2 separate regions of the Mus musculus genome follow, and region 2 is linked to region 1. The links are chromatin contacts, called in public Hi-C maps. All regions are on one chromosome and are shown on one strand. Each heading gives the region's core, a stretch centred on a gene start, on an enhancer-like site or on the middle of the called end of the contact. The rest is flanking DNA. Distances are from core to core; before and after follow the strand shown.

Region 1 (6,917 bases), core at 1,812-4,311:
AGTGCAGATCCTCTAGACGAGGAGAATCATAGAAGCCTCTGGTATAGAGGTCGTCTGATGTACAGGGGGAAGAGAGGCCTTGTGTGGGAAGTACCTTTGCTAGGGATACACCTTTTCTAGAAATTGGAAGGCACACGGGGCTAGGGCAGAAGGTGGGTAGTTCTAAGCTTGGTGCATGTGGTACCTGGCCCAGGGTTTCCCTCTTTGTCACTTCGCCATCTCAGCCAACTATGGGATCTAGAGATGTATTCTATTTCCTGCATATTTTTCATCAAAAGAGTCCCTTCTCCACTTAAACCACTGTGTGTGTGTGTGTGGGGGGTCTATAAGTCAGTGTGGACCGACCCAAACTGTGACACCTTCAGAGGGTACAAAGCAATACATGTTGGAGGCCAGTGTCCTTTAAGAGGGCATGACTCAGTATTGATCGGTAGATGGTCTAGCTGGCCCTTCCTCCCAAAGTATAGCTGTTTAGCTCCTAGAAGGAGCCAGAATAAGACCGTGAAGGGTGAGGAGACGGGCTTGCCAGCAGCTGGCAAATATGGGTTGGAGAGGTGCTGGGCAAGGGAGAAGCTGCTGTAGTAGAGGGGATAAGGGACCCTGCTAAGCAGACAGAGAGCCTGGTGCCTGAGCCCTCTAAGCTGAGTGCCAGGGCTCAGCGGCACTGAGCAAAGGCCTGCTGGGTTCTGAGGTGTGAGGATGTGAAGTTGACAAGCCAGCCGTTTCGCTCTCAGTAAATTAGTTTTATCATTTAAGCCAGTTTGCGTTGGCTTTCTGTCAGTTGCAATGGGCTTGAGTCTAAGTGCATTCAGAAGCCATCGAAGGATTCCGAGCAGAGGGATGATGGGGTCCCCGTTTGCATCATGGTAGCTGCCACATGGAGAATGGACGTTCAGGGTGACAGGAAATGGGAGACCACGCAGGAAGCTGTCCTGATCACTCAGATAGGGGGAGAAGGAATGGCTTGGACTATGACCTGACTGACATGGTCATTGTCATGGGATGGATGCCACAGCCCTGGGGTATTTGGGATGCAGAAACAGCAACACTTCCAGGGGAAGACGCAGAGCCTTGGCTGTAGGTCCTTAAAGGAGGATGGGCTTGTGGCGGATGGTTGACGAGCAGGACTTAGGGAGTAAATGCACTGAAGGGCAGAAGTTCTCTACTAACAGATGTTGATTAGAGAACTAAATAGAAAGACCACAGCAACACTTGGCTGTCAGCCTCTCGCCCAGACAGAAGCTCAAGGCTGCAGCTAGAACCCGGGGTCATCAATGACTAAGAGAAGGCAAGCATTAGAGAGAAGAGAGCTGGGAATGGGGTCTTAAACTCTGCCAGGCACAGTCTGGGAGCAGTGGAGAGCTCTGTCAGCAATGGATACGGAGGAAGGAAGGTTAGGCTAAGCAAGAGGGTGACATCCCAGAGGTGTGTGCCCTGCAATGCACAAAGGAGGTGAGAGAAAGGAGAAGCCCACTGGTTCTGGGTACTAAGAGGGCACATAAAAGACTTTCAGGGTGACAGGAAGTGGGAGTCACTTCACCCAGGTAGGGGAAGAGGGGGGGCATAGCTGTATCTGTGGGATTTGGCAACATGGCAGTCATGGTCACTGGAGGGACCAGGGTACCTGAGGAGTGAATAGGGGAGGAGTGGGGGATCGTGGAAGAGATCCCTGAGGCGTGCCCCAGTCAAGCAGGGGCAAGTGAAATGCTGGTTAGAGGGGATGCGGGGTCAGGTGCCGTTCTCTTGCCTGTATACTTCTTCCTTAGTTCTTTTTGTGGAACTAGGGTTGAACTCAAACCTTTCATATTCTATGCAAGTGTGCCATCACTGAGCTAAACCCTCAGCTCTTCATTATTCTTTTTGAGCCAGAGTCTTGTTCAATTGCTCAAATTGGCCTTGAACGTATAGCCCAAGATCATCACGCCTCAGCTTTCAACTAAGTAGCTAAGATTACTTACAGGCCTGTACTGCCAGGCCAGACAAGGACCTCCTGCAGAGGTGGCCAAGCAAGAGGCGATGAGGATGGCAGGACCCAGCAGAGTGTCCAGAGCTTTCTACTTCAGGAGGTAGAGGGGGTGGGGTGACAAAATGAGATGTTGGGATTCAGAGAACAGGAGGGCTAGCCTTACCCTTGGAGGGAGGAAGGACAGCAACTCTGAGGCCAGTAGGAGGGAGGTCTGTGGAGGTGGCAGAGTTCTGTCTGCTTGTTTCCCTAACAGATGGAGATGGGAGTCACCCAGTTGAGTGTTGGGAGACTTCAGGAAGGAGGCAAGGCTAACCCATTGCCCGAGGGACCTGGATAATAACTTCGCTGGGATCAGCACGTAGGGTCTTATCAGCATCATCAAGGGGACCTACGGGGACTTGAGGCTGAATCCGAAGAGCAAGGAGCCAGCTTGGCTTTGTGATTTCTCTAGAGACCTCCCATTGTCGGTGAAAGTGTGGTAGGGATGGAGTTTGTTTACAGAGCAAGACCATGCATGGCACACCATCCTGGTGCATACCTGAGGATCTCCCAGGACGAAATGGCTCTGGAAGTAGGGTCTTGGCATCACCGCTCCCAGGCTGGCAGGAGTGAAGAGCATAGGTTAACCTAGAGAAGCAGCGGAGCCCGTGGCCAAACTCTGAGACTCTGTATTAGCAGGACAGGAGTCTTCTAGAAAGCCAGAGTAAACCAGGAGAGGTGATGCCATAAAGAGAGGTTGGAGGAGTGGCTACTGGAGAGGGGTGACTGCCCTGTTCAGTGCTTCCAAGGAATCCTGAGAGAACCATTGCCTAATTGGAGCTCACTGGAGAGCAGGAAAGAACACTGTCAGAGAGCTGGTGTGGAGAGTGAGGAAGTCGCGGGTGGGGGAAGTGTTAGACCCTGGGTGAAGCTGACCTGGCTGGAGAAAGAGAAACTGGCTAATTTTCCAAGAGGCTGCAGGGGAAAGAAAGCCTGACCCACACTTGGGGGTTGTGTCCTGAACGAGTAAACAACACTTGCTTCCCCAGAGCCTGGAGCATGAGGGAGGAAGTTAAAAGGGGTCAGTCAGCGGTCGGGCTGGGTTGGAGAAGCAAGAGGCTGCTGAGCTGAGCTCAGGCTGAGTAACTGTGATTGCCTGCCTTGTGAGACTTCCTGCTGTCCAGGAAAGTGGACGGTGTGCTTGGCATGCAGACTGAGTGCAGGAGAGGAGGGCAGGGCAGGACCTAAAGGTCCAAGGCTTGAAATCATAGTCTAGCTTCAAAGCATAAACCAGTGTGGAGGTGGGGCAGCCAGAGCTGGGAGGTAGGCTTCTGTTTCCCATAAGGGCAAAGGCTATACACACACACAGAGACAGACACACACAGAGAGACACACACAGACACAGACACACACACACACACAGACACACAATCACAGACACACACATACAGACACACACAGACACAGATACACACACAGACACACAGACGCAGAGAGGGGGGAGAGAGAGAGAGAGAGAGAGAGAGAGAGAGAGAGAGAGAGAGAGAGAGAGAGAGAGAGACAGAATCTAGAATACCCGTTGCCTTTGTTGTGGGTACCCATAAAGCTGCAGGAATATAGAAAGAAGGAGATGAGTGTAAATATATAAGTTCAGAAAAACTCTAGTCAGAGCCAAATGGGCCCAGAAGAAATATCACTTGATAAGTTTGTGAGCCCATACCATTGGTAGAGCCTGTTTATATTCCTAAACAGCCCTGGGTGGCTGGTGGTGCCAATGAATTATTCTTTCCGCCTTTTCCCAGCATTAGAATTCTGCCATCCGAACGTCCTCAGGGTCCATTCTCCCTGAATGACAGTGTCTGCCAGCCTTGCAGCCTCTGCATAGGCTCCAACCTCCTCTGGGTCCTCTGCGCACACTCAGCACTGGTCCAGTGGGACAGTTTGGCCTCCTCTTCTGTCTGGTCTCAGGCATGGTTGGTGAGCCCTTGCAATCCTCTTTTTAAGCAAGGAGGGCCTGTTCAGCTTGAGAGTGTGATAAGCACGCTCACTTTGTGAATGTTGGAGGAGGTAAGGAGGTGACGATACTGCCACAGCCACGTTGTCACATCCCAGGAGCAAACTCCCAGGCCAGTGGATGAGACGTGAGGAGGCTGCTGGGGCCACAGGCATAGTTTTCATGTGCTGCAGGTATGCAGGCTGCACGGTCTGCCTGTTTGTTTCACAACCTCATGCTTATCTCCTGCAGATGGGGACACGAACCCCAGAAGGCCCGGTTTTCTGCTGCTGGGGTTCCGAGACAAAACTCCAGAAAATGGCTTCATATTTATGCATTAGGTGTGGGAGTTCTCATTATTGGTTGGTGACCCAGAAGTCACAGTGAGGCTGCCAGGGCCAGATGAAAGCTTCAAAAGCCCACTGAGCGCTGACACAGCAGGCACGGGGGCTACCGTTGGCTTCTCCAAGTCTGATTTGCATCAAGCTTGCTCAGAAAGTTTGCTAGCCTGTTCTGGGTTCGCCTGCTCACACTTCCAGACCTTGTTCCAGTAAAACCCACGCTGGGCTCAAGCTGCTGCCAGGTGTAAACAACTTGTAGCCTGTCCTCTCAGGCTCAGCTGCCTTTCCTGCCACATCATGTCTGGGGACTTTTGTATTCTGCTCACAGAGCTGATAAATGCACCCAAGGCCTAGGAAGCAAGCTGGGAGGAGGGGCTAGAAGGTCTGCCTGCCCTTTGCTCCCGGCCCTCAGGGAAGCTGTGTGTGGCACACAGTGTGCAAGTTGCTTTCAGCTGTCACCAGGCAAGGCCTTGGGATGCTACCCACTGCTGTATGCATTGCTGCTGCTGCCCAGTGGGAGTCAGGACATGCTGGACCGTTGGTCTTGGGCAACAGAGGTGTTTACTTGGCAGTTGCTTACCAGGTCCAAGTCATAGGTTTGTTTCTAGGTGCAGTCTTGACTACTTGAGAGCAGTTCTCAGAGACAAGCATTTTCCGGTCTTGCTGGAGTTTCATTTTGCAGAGGGCTGCTTTCACTCAAAGCTAGTCATCAGATAGTTAGAAGGGGCAGGGTGGCCCAGGATGTCTATAAAAGCTGCATAACACAAATGGTAAACTTACTATGATATCGACTTACTCATTAGATAGCCCTGGCTGGCTAGAATCTCACTGTGTAGATCAGGCTGGCCTGGAACTCACAGAGAACTGCCTGCTTCTACCTCCTGAGTGCTGGGATTGAAGGACCATACCACTACATTGGCCCTGATTTTTATGTTTTGTTACTTGAATGTGTGGTTTGCAAGCATTAATTTTAAAAGCATATTAGGGTTTGGTTTTTTTTTTTCCCTAAATTTCAAGTCTGTGTATGGGGTTGGGCATGTGAATGCAGTGCCCTTGGAGGCCCAGCAGAGAGAGCCAGAGGAGTTACAGCAGCCGTGAGCCTCCAGAAATGGATGCTGGGAACCAGATTCAGATCCTCTGAAGGAGCCTTTCCCGTTCTTATCCACTGAGCCATTTCTCTAGTGCCGGGGGGCATGGATTTTGTAGATGACCACCCGGTGGCACAGATTGGGATTAAGGGGAGGTAGGTAGGCATACCTAGAAACCTCCTTACCACCAGAGCTTCAGCCTAATGACTCAGACAGGGGTATTTATGTCCCGGTTCACAATGCCTTTCTGTATCTCCCACTCATGTTCCGTTCCCCAAACAACCCTGTTTGTTCTACCTTTAAAATACACCCATATTCTAACCACCATTCCCCATCTGTTGGTTTCCTTTCTAGTCCAAGCCATCGCATTCTTTGTGGTTCCCACCACTCGTCCGTCGCAGGACGGCTTGGGTTGAGCTCAGAATGCGAGCCACACCCCATACCGTGTTCTTTTATGAGGGCCATACCAAGTACAGGTGAAGAATCGGGCTCCTTCACCCAAGTCACTCCTGCCCATCCCCCAAGTCACTCCTGCCCATCCCCCAAGTCACTCCTACCCACCCCCCCCACCCCCCCCCCCCCGTCAGCTCCATAAAGAGCCTGGCCAGATTCCTTGGGCTTACTGGCTTGCCTTTTGGTCAGCTTGGTTATTCTTTGGCCCACTCTGGCCTAGTCTCTCTGTCTCTAGGCTCCTTGACATCCAATGGGTAACATCTGATTTTGGAATGGCTGAACCTTACCCTTTGCTTTAGGCCAGGCCTGGCAAGAATTGCTCACTGGTGTAATAGTAACACAACATTATGGGAGTAACCAACCACTTTCTGATCTGAGTCAAAGCCTGATCCACAAGATGCAACTCATATCTGGTACCATTAACTGGGTCAACAACAACAACAACAACAACAACAACAACAACAACAGACCTACGAGGCTTCTCAGTCATGGACCTATGGTGGAACCTAATACTATTGTTCTGCTAAATCAACACAGTAATAAACTGTTCCTTAAGTTCTTATCTTTATGCCTATAGATTAGTGCTCTTCCAAAAGAGAAGCTTCTTTTAGTAGATGGTGGTTAACGCAGGGAAAACGAGTGTTTGGTTTTAAATGGGACAGCTATATCACCCTCATTGCCCCTCCCCCACCCCCAAAGCTCAGGAGTCACTGGAGAAGAGGGGGCAGATTGTAAGAGTGAGAAGTGGGGGATGCTTACAAAAGGATATTTAAAAGACACGACAGGGCCTTTGCACCCATGAAGTCAGACTGGCTGTGGCTGCATGCACAAGACCTGTATAAGATTAAGCCAGCTAGAATCCTGGCATGGGCGGGGGAGGGAATCATGAAGTCTAACTGAGGAGCTGTTGGTAACTGATGGCTGCTGGGGGTGGGGTTGGAGAGAATCCGTTTTCTTTAGAGATACAGTTCCCGAGAGGCTACCTAGGCTCCAGTAGATGGTCCTACATCTACACAGATATAGGCAGCGTATATATAAAAAAAACAATCGGGTCAAAAAAGGCAAAGAGGTGGGGGATGGGGAGAGGCTAGAGGGGG
Region 2 (6,885 bases), core at 3,822-6,321, 36 kb before region 1:
GCTTTTAACCACTAAGCCATCTCTCCAGACTCCAGTATTTCTTCTTCTAACATCAATTCTGTTTGCAAAGTAGTTTTGTTAGACATTATCCTTTACTGACTAGCCATGTCTCCCTCTAACAGGTGGCGAGAAGGACACAGGAATTCTTCCAACCTGGAATTGGAGAGATGCGTTCTGACAGGGTCGACAGAAGATACTGCAGTATGGATGCATAATCAGGCTCTTGCTTCCTTCAACTTCAAGGTTCTTCAGTGTGAACAACGCCAAGTCTAGATTTTGCAAAGAGATCAAATTTAGTGTGTACCCATCATGTCATGATTGCTGGGTAGATAATTTTTATCTGACTCTGGCCCATTCTAATGTGCCAGAATTGTGTTCCCTTATTCTATACAGCTTATATTCTCTGTGAACTTGTGACAACCCTTTTCAGGGATCTTGGGGGAAAGAGACTGCAGGTATATGTGATGGTGTAGGAGCAGCGCCGCCACCCCCCCCCCCCCTCGTCCTCAGCAAGATTCAGATCACCCCTGGCGCAGCGCAGCTGTAGCTCAAGCAAAGACCAGGGAACAGCTTGTGCTGAGCAACTCTCCAGAGATGGTTGATAATCAGGACCAGCAATGGACATCACTCATCCATGATTGGATGACTCCAGGCAAAGGTGACAGCAACCAGAAACAGACAAGAAGATCCTCAGTAGCAAGAAACAGAATCAAGAACCCCTCACCCACTACCCCAGGTGCAATCTGTCCTGTTGTAAGCTTTTGACAGCCTAGCTGCTTCTCTGCATGGTGAGAAAGGGGTTGGAATCCCTGGCCCAATTGGTCTTCATTCTATGCCTTATTTGCATACACACAGCCAACCAATCAGGTCTTTACAACTCAGGCGCCTGGGCTGTCTGTTGTTAAACCTGTGGTGGGAGAAGAAAGGAGGGAAGTGCTTTTGCTCTTAAGCTCCCCTGGAGACAGACCTCTTCCCTTAAGCTCCCCTGGAGACAGACCCCTTCTCTTCAGATCCCTGGAGACAGACCTCTTCCCTTAAGATCCCCTGGAGACAGACCCCTTCTAGACTCCCGCTCTAGAGACTGACCTGACCATCTGTTCCGCTGTCACTCCTGAGATCCTGAGACCCGATTTCCACACATTTGGTCTCCAGAGGATTGCTCTCAGTTGGCATCCCAAGGGCTTCCTGGAGCCCCTTGGCAACTGCTTGGTTGGTCTTGGTCTATCAACTGCCTTGTCACTCCTGTGTGGAGACCCTCGATCCTATATTCCAATGGCCACTCCCCTGTAAATAAATCCCTCTTGTTTGTTCACTCCCTGCCTGCCTACATCATTCTTGGAGGGGGTGGGCAAGACAAGGGCCCAGTCTGAGACAGGAGAACCCACCATCTCCTACTGAGGACAAAATATTCTGCTTCGTGGCTATAACTACTGAGGCAAAATACAAAGAGGGGAGAAGCTAAAATATAAATATGGGAGAACAAGTTCACAGGCTATTAGAGCAGACACGAAACAAATAAGTAAGCATAAACCCAAACGAGTACAAGAGAAGACCGCATGAAAAATTAGTTCTGCCGGGAAGGGATTAGATAGCAAGGTCGGAGAAGCTTCTGGAAGGGATGATTCTTAAAAGATTTGAATGGTAAAAAATGTACTCGTGGGGATGGAGAGATGGTAACTGCACATGTGCACACCAACATGGGCATGTGCACACACGTGCACACACACACACACACACACACACACACACACATACACACACATACACACACACACACACACACACACACACACACACACACACACACACTGTCCCATGTACTTGTGTATCTGTGTGGAAAATTTCAGGCAGAATTCAACATTCTAAGGTTCAGTGGCATAAAATTGGGTGAGCAGAGAAGTCAGGGGCTTTGTGATTTTGTTTTGGGATAGGGATTCATGGAGCATAGAACTTGGACTCCCACTTGACTTTGAATCTCTCTTCTTTTCCCCTACTTACCAAGTGGGATTACAGGCCCGGGCTGCTATATGCACTTTATGAGGATTGAGAGAATCATTCTGACAATAGAGTGGATTTCCCAGCCTCCAAGAGCTTTGGTACCGATGAAGTATGCTATGGGGAGAGGTGGAAGATGGAGTAGCAGCAACCTTTGACCTGTACTGAGGTAGGTTGGACCCAGTTTTACCTTATGGGTTCCATTAGGTCAGTAGAAAGCCAGGTAGCTTGTGTTTCCGACATCCATCTGACAGTTGATTGAGGAAAGACTTAAGGGAGCTAGCCCTTCAAACCTGGAGCCAGTTGGAAATGATTGGAACAGTCCCCAAGAGAGGATAGCAGGTCATGTGTGGACAAGCTATTTGGTCGCTGGGGGTCTCAGTTGGTCCCAATTTTTGCAGGCAGGTCATCATCACCTTGTATTGAGCTTTCACGGGTGCTTCTGGGATAGATACATTAGGTGTAACTCAGAGCAAGCACTTCTCTTTGTGCTGTACCTGAGGCCAATACAAAGAGAGAAGAGCTAAAAATAAACACTGGAGAACAAGCTTATACAGGCACCAACAACCGAAGAACTTGGATCCACCAGCTAATCAGGATGGCCAGGTACACAGAGTTCTGTCTGTCTAGCCCAGCATGGGAGCTGGCAGTGAGTGATGCTTCAGGCAAGAGGGCTTCGTTTTCCATCTCCTCTGCTTTTACCATTCAAGATGTGAGGCAGCTCTTGTTGTCTGATCTCTCCCTACTCTCCAGAGGCGATCTGGACTGAGCTTCCTGCTTCTAGAAGTTACCTGGTATGGGGTTGAATTTGGACAAGTGGTACTGGCTACGGAGGAATAGAGAGAGAGTCCAAGCATTGGATATCTCATGTCCACAGCTATGTGGATGGGGATGGGGAGAAAGGGCAGTGGCTAGGGCATCGCTAAGTAAGGATGAAGGTGGGCTTTTCCGGCACTGGTTTGCAAGGTCTCTTTGCTTCCATGGGCAGAGACTTAAAGAAGACAATCTACCCTCACAGGAAGTGAAGAGACGGGAGTTTTCACAAGGCCGCAGGTTACCAGCAGGTTACAGGTTACTAGTCTTAAAACCAACCCCTCACACCTCCCTTGGCTCATAGAATGAGCTTCCAAGGCCAACGAATACGAAGAAACGTTTTTCATATTGAATTATCTTCCTGTCCTAACTCTTAAACCTCTATGGGCGTGCTGTTGTTGAATTCTTCCAGTAGACTAAGAACCATGCATGTCACTCTGAAGTCACCAGGGACTGTGAAATAACTTATCCTGCTCACAGGGATGCCCCTCACTGCTGTCAGCCCAGAGCAGGTTCTGCATACACTACCGATACCGTCCTCTCACTCACGCTAACAGGTTCTAGCATTCCAAGGCAGGGAAAGGCGCTGCAGTCACCTCAGGATAGGATAGGAGTGTCCCACAGATCACCTTCAACTCATTCAGAAGGCAGGGTAAGGTCCACCTTGCCAAGTTGATGTGAAAGCCTTTGGGAATGGCACTTGAATAAATGGTGTAGTCTTGACACAGGATAAATGTTAAAAAAAAAAAAAACTGGACTGAAGAAATGGAATCCTATCCAATATGGAAACCTTTGACCTGTGCTGAGGCAGGTTGGATTCAACTTAACCTCATGGATTGGTTTTATTAGGTCAGTAGAAAGTCAGGTAGCTTGTGTTCCTGACATCCGTCTGACAGTTGATTGAGGAAAGACCGAAGGGACTGGAGCTATCCAGAGTGGCCGGTCCTGTGCCAACAGAGCACTCATAAAGTCCAGTCTGGGAGAGGAGGTGGGAGAGAGAACAGGCTCTTACAACCACAATCGCCACCCCCCCCAGCCCCCCAAGCAGGTAACTCAGCTCTGCTGCCCTCCCGGCATGATATAGGGAGTGTCAACAAATATCCTGTAGTCCGTGTATATTGTCCTCCCAGGCCCTAGAACCAACCAAGAATGCCTAGAACAGCCCCTTCGTGGAGACTTTAGGGTAAGCAGGTGGTTAGGTGTGAAGGAAGAGTGGGAGACGATTGGGAGGCTGGCTTAGATGCTTTCCGGGTTTGTCTACGGCTAAGACTCTGGGTTTGAAATGAGGAACTAATCGGTTTGAGGAAGTCACTTGACCCCCTGAGGCCTCCTGCTCCTCTGCCCTCTCCTTTTCTAGCCCCCCACCCACCCACCCCAAGGCTGCTATGATGTGGCCAAATGATCCCTCAAACCAAGTAGCTTGGTTCTCTCTTGGTCCAGCCCCCAGCTCCTGGTGAAGGCTAGGTCTTTCACCTTTCCTAGGCCGAGGTTTCCTTATGTGTAGCATAAAGTGACAACTTCTCCCAGGAGGTCTGTGTGCACAAACCAGTAGACTTCCAAACGTGAGCTGTGGTTCTTCGGCCTCCTGAAACATTGTGGTCTATCTGGCCTTGCTAAAGCAAAGCTTCACCCAGCTCCGCGCCACCACCGAGGAGGCCGCAGTCTCTACGCCTCGTCCCCTAGGTCTGGCCCCTAAAACGCCACCAGGAGTCGCCCTTCGCCCACCGAAGCAGGCCAAGCTAATAACTCCTGCGGACCAGGGCGGGCTGCCCCTTGGCGCTGGATGGTGAAGTGTACCCCAGCTCCTCACTTGGGGGTCAGTCCTCTGCAGCGCCCACCCGGAGCCCCCCCATCCCCGGCCCGCCGTCTCCCGATCGTCCGGATCAGGGAAGCTGCAAGTTTGGCTCTGTCTGTTCCGGCCTCCCCGCCTCGCCGCTCGGCTACCTAGGTCCGGGTCCCCAGCTAAAGACCCCGCCGGCGAGCGGAGACTCCGGCGGCCGCGGCCCGGAAGGGACGCCCCCTCCCCGGCCGGCCGCGTGCGGGACCGCCGCAGTTCCCTCACTGCCCGCCGGGCGGCGCCTCAGCGCCTTTCCGCGCGCCTCCCGCGCTGCCCGCTCCCGGCTCGCTCGCAGCCGGACACAGACTCTGCCTTCGGCTGCTGGCGGATCGAGCTGGAGCCGCCGCCGCCGCCGCTGCGGAAGAAAAAAAAAAAAAGAAAAAAAAAAAAAAAAGGGAAAACAACAGCCGGGCCGCCGGCCGAGCAACGTCGGGTCCCCAGCTTGGCGCCCGGAGTGCGGAGCCGCCCAGGTAAGGGCAGCAGCCCCCGCGCCGCCCCCGACCGGCGCCCTACGCTGTCTCCCCGCGCCCCCCGGGGCTGCGCCGCACCCCGACTTCTGACGTCTCCGCCGCTAGCTCCCTCCGGGCCGCGGCCCGCACCCTGCCTGGCCCCGCTCCCGCCTCCAGCTGCCCAGTCCCCTGCACTCTGATGCCTGCGACCCCGGATTCTCCGCTGAGCCCCCGCCACCTTGCCCCGTACTTCCCCTAGTCTCCATCCCTGCCTGCTTCCCCCTGCGCCTCCTCTCCTCCGCTCCGATCCTCCTTCTGTGATCCTCCCTCTTCCCAGTCCAACTCCCAGCCCAGCCTCTGCCCCCTGCAGGGATGACGGCCCCTTCCCGACACTGGCGATTCTACCCCGCCTCGTCACCCTCGGCTTCTCCTACGGGCCGCTCTTGCCCGCCACAGTCTTCCATCAGACCAGCCCGGCTTCTGAGCCCCCTTCTCCCTTCCCTCTTTGCCATCTGTCTTGACCACCCCTGCTCGGGCCCTGGACTCCGGCCACCACCACACCCCCAACCCTGCACGCCGTCTTGCTTTGGGCCAAGCCAGCGTCCTATCAGAAATGACCCTCCTTCTTGCGACTAATGGGCCTCTTAGCCATCCCACCCTAGTTCACCCGAGTGGGAAGTAAGGGAAAAACTCTGGAGACCTGCATTGGGCGCTGGAGGGGGAAGGGGATCAGTGGAGGGGGAGGGGAGCTAAGGAGATGTTCTTTAGTGAGGACCGGGCAGAGCCGGAGTGGTTCCGACCCAGCTTGGGGTGGAAGGCGCCCTGGTGACGGCTGGGACAGGGGGTTTGTCCAAGGCGCCAAGAGCACCTGTGCCTCCCTCCCTGGGCTCCCTGGAGCTGAGGAAAGTGAGGGAGGAGGTGGAGCCTGGGGAGAGTTGGCCCAGGGCTTTGGGGTTGGGGGAGGCGCGACCAAAGGGATAGACAAGGCACGCGGGCCAGGTTGCCTGGCTGTAGCCAGGCTATGCAGGCTGAGCTGGTCCCCTCTTGGACCTTGGGCTGTGTGGTTCTTGGCATCTGTACTTGATGCTGCCATCTTCCTCTTGGTGCTGTTGTCTGGTGATGCCACGCGGTGCCACCTCCCTGCCTCCCTCCAGTGGCTCTTCTGGGCATGTCTCCCAGGGGCCTGGGCTGTCTGGAAAGAGGAGGGGAACTCTGGCTGGGCCTGGCCACTGTGCCTGACAAGTAGGTATCTCTTGAGACCAGGGCAGGAGGGCTGAGGGTTGGCCAAGAGGATCTGAGCCCTGCCAGGGACAAAGAGAACTATCTTCTTTTTGGCTCCAGTGGGTCGTCTGGTGGTAGTGTCCCTTTTGGGAGCACCTGGAAAAGCTAGCCTTGTAGTCCCTGGGTCAGAGCTGCAGGGGTGTGGCTTGAGAGGGAGCAATCCTGTCTTGCTTTGATCCTGGAGTGTCCTAGTGGTGGCAAGGGGCTGGAGAGGTCGGCTGAGTTCCAGCTCTGCCAGGGAAGGAAGCCCCTGGAATTCCGCCGGGCCTCTTCAGGCTGGCTTTCTTTGCGGAGGCCGTGGCTCATGCTTCATCGTTAATCAGGTTTATTATTTTCCTCACTGGCTGGATGTATTCCTCAAGGTCGTGACCCTTTAGAGAGTTAATCTAATATGCACACGTTACAGTGTCTGGGTTTGTTTAATTTTCCAGATTATGTTCATTTCTTGTGGCCTGGGCTTGCCCACCAGCCTTGCGTCAGTCTCCAGCGCCACCCTCTGTTTTCCTGGAC

The links. Hi-C and Micro-C count contacts between places; a contact is called where the count stands out from the background.
Region 2: a Hi-C map of uterus shows a contact between it and region 1, with 2.3 times the contacts expected there. The contact joins the promoter of Grik4 here to the enhancer-like site in region 1. A contact is called at or near these places in 1 of 39 promoter capture datasets (hippocampal neurons), 1 of 15 datasets of contacts at CTCF or cohesin (embryonic stem cells), 16 of 484 Hi-C or Micro-C datasets (LSK cells, cerebral cortex, cortical glia and 6 more), 6 of 115 datasets of contacts at active chromatin or transcription factors (astrocytes, embryonic stem cells and oligodendrocyte precursor cells) and 1 of 9 other capture datasets (adipose tissue).

The regions. Positions count from the first base shown.
Region 1 is chr9:42,904,960-42,911,876 of GRCm38.p6, reverse strand. The region is part of intron 1 of Grik4 (glutamate receptor, ionotropic, kainate 4); the gene reads left to right. Among named protein-coding and RNA genes, the nearest start is that of Grik4, 36 kb to the left of the region's middle. Within about 2 kb of position 3,061, at least 39 of the 459 cell types and tissues checked have an H3K27ac peak or open chromatin away from gene starts, as enhancers often do. A contact at or near this core is called in cerebral cortex, cortical glia, spermatogonia and 1 more, where this site is marked.
Region 2 is chr9:42,942,557-42,949,441 of GRCm38.p6, reverse strand. It overlaps Grik4 (glutamate receptor, ionotropic, kainate 4), which reads left to right and starts at 5,071. Exons shown (of 21, transcript NM_175481.5): 1 at 5,071-5,115. Gm36648 (a long non-coding RNA gene) reads right to left here and starts at 1,734. Exons shown (of 3, transcript XR_379315.3): 1 at 1,087-1,734; 2 at 154-907; 3 at 1-58.